2 separate regions of the Mus musculus genome follow, and region 1 is linked to region 2. The links are chromatin contacts, called in public promoter capture Hi-C maps. All regions are on one chromosome and are shown on one strand. The core of a region is the stretch at or near the end of the contact, and the rest is flanking DNA. Distances in the headings are between cores, read along the strand shown.

Region 1 (2,700 bases), core at 27-2,526, 440 kb before region 2:
TGTTGTTTTTGAGACAGTCTCTTGACCCAAGCTGGTGGATAAGAGAAACATGTGCCACAACGCTGTGTCCCAGGACCTGGTTTCATGATTTCCAACAGATCAATTTCTCTGTAAACTTCCTCTTTACACACCAGCCCCTCTATTTGGTTTATGCAGAGCCATCAAATGACCTAAGCCAGTCAAAAACTAGGAGGGACAATCCCACCTCCAGCTTTCAGGAGTGTTGTCAGGCTACAAATCATTCAGACGTTCACAGGGCAGAACACTGAGCGTAGACATAGCCTCTTTTCTCTCTGCCACCTACTGACGCACATGTGACACAGCAGCCACACCTGCAACGCCTCTAGGAGCAGGGTGTCGATGAAGCAAGTGCTGGGTGCCACACCGTGACTGTTAATGCGAATCTTAGTAACTTTGAGTCAACTCACCTAATAGCCCAACTCACCTAATAGCCCAACTCACCTAATAGCCCAACAGGCGCTTTCTTTCTGGCAGGCAAGCTTCCTAGGGAAAGGAAAGGAAGAAAGCATTCTGCACACACCCTATCAGGATCACTTTGGGGGACTGCACTAGACTTGTATTTTATTCCTATTCCAATGGGTCCACATGGCTTGTCCTTGCTAAGGCTTTTTTTTTTTTTTTTTTTTTTGGTTTGGTTTTTCGAGACAGGGTTTCTCTGTATAGCCTTGGCTGTCCTGGAACTCACTTTGTAGACCAGGCTGGCCTCGAACTCAGAAATCCGCCTGTCTCTGCCTCCCGAGTGCTGGGATTAAAGGCGTGCGCCACCACGCCCGGCTAGGCTTTTTACAAATAAAACCCCTTTTTCTTTCTCTCCAACTCAGCGGCATTACACTAGACAGAGTACTGTCTCACATCTGAGTTATCTCAAGTTGGTATTCAGCATGCAGCAAATATAGACAGAGTCTTTCCCTGGTGCTCCTTAGCCCTACGAAAGGGAGACCGGTCTGGAGCCCCAACCAGGGGCTTCTGCGTTGTACTAGTCCAGACAGGAGCCTCGGCTTTCCTTCTCGGGACTTCTGGGGGCAGTCCACCCGGCCCTCGGGCACATCGTGAACGCCCTTCCCCTTACCACGCGGTTAGCCTGCTGCACATATTAGGGCGACTAAACTCTCAGAAGGAAAGCACGGTACATCTTCGTTACGATCGTCAGGAGACGCAGTCTTCCCGGTAGCCGGCCAAGGGTATATAGGGTCATCCGCGGCGTCCCAACGGTAACAATGGCGATACAAACATAGAGCCGCCATGGCTGCCGAGAGGCCGAGCATCTCCACGCCACGTCCTTTATAGTACTGACTACGGCAGCCCGCGAGGGACTTTCACTGTCCTCCGAGTGCCGCGCCCTCTAGTGGCTCCTTCGCTCCTCGCCGGCGCTTCTCATAGCCCAGTCGGTTAGAGGCTCATGGGACTCTGTACTGCTTGATCCTAGATCCTGCCTTTCCAAGCAGAACTCAGAGACTTATTTCGAGTGTTACCAAGCTCACAGGACTTTTCAAACGACCCATGAAGTCCTGCGCCTTCTTACGAAACTCCTCGTTTTTGGTGGGGGCAGCCTTGCTCTCCCTGTTCTTAGTGATACTAAAGCTTCCACGCAAAGAGGAAAGGCCAGCTCTGACGAACCAGAATTTAGGAGGCAAGGAGGTGACCAGTTGTTTCCTCTTTTACAAGGACGCTTTGGGGATGAGTCAGGAGGGAGCTCCAGGGAGTTCATGGATTCCAGATGTTTCTAACTAGCCCCGCCTGTGGGGTTGTCTGTGGATCTGAGGCACACAGCAGCTTTTAGAAGGTTGGCTGTCCTCTGCTTCAGGACAGTGCTGGAAGACAAATAATACACTCTGACTACTTGCTGTGTTGTGTCCCGCACAAGTACAGATTTGTCTTTTAAGTCCTGAAACTGATGAGGGCTCCCAGGTGATGGGGTGAATTGTGGGCCTGGGGACACACCATTGAGCACTCTTCTTTTACTGGTGGGCCAGCCCAGCCACACTTGTTAATAGTCCCAAGTTCTTGAACCCTTATATTGCCTGCCTGTCTGCCTTCCCACCTCCCTCTCTCCCTTCCTCCTTCCTGTTTTTTGATACGATGTCTCATATAGCCTAGGCTTCAAACTTGCTATGTAGTTGAAGATAAGTTGAACTTCTGATCCTCCTGCCCCTAACTTCTAACAACTAGATTTTGAGGGGTGAACTGTTATGCGTGGCCCAAAGCCTTGAAACTGGAGTTACAGATGGTTTTGAGTCGTCATGTGGATGCTAGAAATCAAACCTGGTTCACTAAGGAGCGGGCTCTTATCTTAGCCTCACGACTTGTTACCAGTCACTTTTTGTCTTAGTGATCTGTCTTAATTTCCTTTTCTGTAGCTGTGATAAAATACCAAGACAGAAGCAGGTTAAGCAGAAAGTGTTTGGGCTGCAGTTTGAGGTTGCAGTTTAGCATGACAGGGAAGTAACAGCAGTAGGCTTGAAGCAACTGGCCCACATGGCAGGTCAAGGATTAGAGAGTGATGAATGCTGGTCCTCAGATAACCCCTTCTATACTCCAGGATCCGAGCTAGGCCAGAGAATGGTGCCACACAGAAGGAGTTGGTCTTTCCATCTCAATTAACCTAATCAAGATAAGCCCTCCCGTACACCCAGAGGTTCACCTCATGGGTGATTTTAGATCTTATCAAATTGCAAATTG
Region 2 (2,700 bases), core at 55-2,554:
ACAGAGAACAGAAGCTGAATACCTTAAGGTCAGTCACTACTGAACACCGGCAGAGTGAGAGCTGACCCTCTGCCCCCTGTCGCAGTCTAAGCTGGGAGAGCCAGCCAGCATCTTTGAAGAACCAGGCAGAAGGAGAGGGTGTGTGGCAGAGCAGCGCCGCAACCTGTATCTGTCACAACTTTGACTGGTGGCTTTAGCAGACCACTCCACTTCCCAGCCTCAGTTTCTCCTCGGTAAAGTACAGATGATGAAGATGCTTGTCACCTGACTCAAGCCTCACAGAGAGGCTGGGTGCTGATTGGTTTTTGCTGGTTGCTTTGTTCTTGGCTGCGGTCTGGTGGTCAGACACAAGACTTCCCCCAGGGTATCACTCTTAGCAGCCCAAAGAGGCAGCTGAAGAAGCTTATCATCTAGCACAGAGGGAGGGACAAGAGGGAGGGACAGAGAAAAGGAGAGGACTTCCAGTCCCCACTACAGGGACAGAGGCATGGATGAAATGGCTCAGCCAGCTTGTGGGATGTTGTTTCAGAATCACTTAGCATTTGAAGGTGCCTGTTTTCCAGGACGGGGTGCTTCAGAGAGCAGGAAATGTCAGAGCAGACATCTCATCATCCAAAGTCCTCTTGGATTCATAAGACTTCAGCTCTAGCTCAGCAGGGACAGAGCTCTTGAGTCCTGCTTGCTTGCCAATAGCTGCCCAGCTGCTGTGGGGTCCAGCCAAGCTGGTACCAAACATCTGCAGAATACCCCGTGCCGACGATCTTCCTAGACATCTGGTCGATAGGCTGTAGCCACCTCTTCCTCTCCCTGGAGCCATTGGTTGGTTGATCTCTGGATGTATCTCAGTTCCTCCGTTGTTCAGGTCTGTTTTCCAAGGACGGAGGGTGGCCTGCACCCGTGCAATGTCTGGACCTCTGTGTCTTCCCTGTGAACAGGAGCCGAAAGCCTGGACATCACATGGTTTCCAGCCTTCTCTGGAAGCTGAAGTTAGATGGGTGGGTCAAGGGGGCTCCGCTCCACCACTGCCAACCTCCCTCCACATGACCTCAGGCTAATTGATCCATTAGGGTCAGTCACTCTGGACCTAGGCAAGCCAGTCTCAGGCTCACTCACTGATCCTGGACTGTGGCAGCAGCAGCCAGCAGGCAGCTGGACAGCCTGGCCATACTCCAGAGGAGCAGAGCGGGTTAAAGTGTGCGCCCGGCCAGCCGCCAGCAGGCTGGGCGGGGGAGCAGCGGTGGGAAGTGTGAGTTCCTCCCCGTCTGCCTGACAGCTATAAAGGCAGCTGCGGCCACAGAGCAGCCACTGGGCTGAGAGCCCCTCCTGGGAACCCCCTCCCTTGAATGCTCTTTGAAGTGGGAGAGGGAGGCAGCTGGGGAAGCAGGACCAGAGACAGGCAGAGCCCGCACATCTCTGCACTCACCTTCCTGCACCGTGCACCTGGCAGTAGCTCTCACCCTTTTCTCTAAAAGGAGGACAACCTGCTGACCCTGGGTGAGGTAGGCCACTACATACTTGTCCCTGCTCATACTGTGGTCTTTGGGAGGTGTGAGATGTAGCTTATCCCAGACCAGCCAAGCTGTTCAGAATGGGGGCCGGGGGATGTCCCAGCCCCTGGTGAGGGTATTCAACCACAGAGAAAGGGGGGAACAACCTATGCCACACAGTGGCAGGGTGGTCCTGAGGCAACAACCTTGGTACTAGCAGTTGCTGTCTGGTCTGCAAAGCCATGCTGTGGTGGGCCTGTTGAAGGTTTTGGACCCTAGGGAGAGATGGATCCTGTTTGAGCTGGACTTGGCTGGAATCCAGCAGTGTCTGGGAGCCTTAATGAAAACCAAGTGTGAGGCTGACTGGGCACCTGTCTTTGGCAGCAGCAGGGACTGGGGAGCCATGGAGGCTAATGGGACTGTGTGAGATGGGGACTCTGTGCTGGAGTGAAAATAGGGACTCAGATGGAGACCTTCAGTGTCGGGGGTGGGTGGACGTAAGGGTGATGCTGACCAAGCTCCTGGACACCTGCAGGAGAAGGAGGGAGGGAGGGAGAAAAAAAGGGAGAGGGAGAAGGACAGAAGGACAGTAGGACAGTAGGACAGTTGGTATCAGGGCTTCGAGGGTGCTGACCATTTCCAGACTTTCTTCCCCTGGAATTGCTGGGTGCGACTGAGTCCCTAAGTTTGCTCTGTGGTGTGTGTGTGTGTGTGTGGTGGGGGAGGGGGCAGTAGGCTACCTTGTTGTGTGGCTTTGGGCAAGCTGCCTCTTTTTTCTGAAGCCCATTGTCTAACTCACCAGCAGATGACACCCACCTGGGACAAGCTACATTAGCTTCCTTTCTAGGACAGGGTTTAAATTGAGGTGCGCAGCAGCCATTCTGAGAGTTGGAGCAGCAAGGCTGGAAGCTCTCTTGATTTGATTCACCGTAACCCTTGGTGGGTGTTTGGGTTTGAGGGGCTGTTTTGTTGGAAGGGAATCAGGAGCCAGGTGCAGGCTGTACCTCCTTCTGCCCCTCCTCCATATCTCTGTTCTCTCAAGAGAGAAGGGCCCTGAGACAAAGTTTGGAGCTAAGACGAAAGGATGGAGACTTACCATCCAGAGACTACCCCACCCGGGGATCCATCCCATAATCAGCCACCAAACCCAGACAATATTGCATATGCCAGCAAAATTTTGCTGAAGGGACCCTGTTATAGCTGTCTTGTATGA

The links. Promoter capture Hi-C pulls out the DNA fragments that hold promoters and counts their contacts.
Region 1: a promoter capture Hi-C map of second pharyngeal arch cranial neural crest shows a contact between it and region 2, with 2.2 times the contacts expected there. The contact joins the promoter of Snhg7 here to the promoter of Adamtsl2 in region 2. A contact is called at or near these places in 10 of 39 promoter capture datasets (the 3T3-L1 cell line, 3T3-L1-derived adipocytes, the C10 cell line and 5 more), 1 of 15 datasets of contacts at CTCF or cohesin (large pre-B cells), 6 of 115 datasets of contacts at active chromatin or transcription factors (bone marrow-derived macrophages, craniofacial prominence, embryonic limb bud and 3 more) and 1 of 9 other capture datasets (embryonic stem cells).

Annotation. Positions count from the first base shown.
Region 1 is chr2:26,638,968-26,641,667 of GRCm38.p6, forward strand. It overlaps Snhg7 (small nucleolar RNA host gene 7), which reads right to left and starts at 1,277. Exons shown (of 4, transcript NR_024068.2): 1 at 1,091-1,277; 2 at 463-504. Snora17 (small nucleolar RNA, H/ACA box 17) reads right to left here and starts at 354; the gene lies at 223-354.
Region 2 is chr2:27,078,075-27,080,774 of GRCm38.p6, forward strand. Adamtsl2 (ADAMTS-like 2) reads left to right here and starts at 1,305. Exons shown (of 19, transcript NM_029981.2): 1 at 1,305-1,499.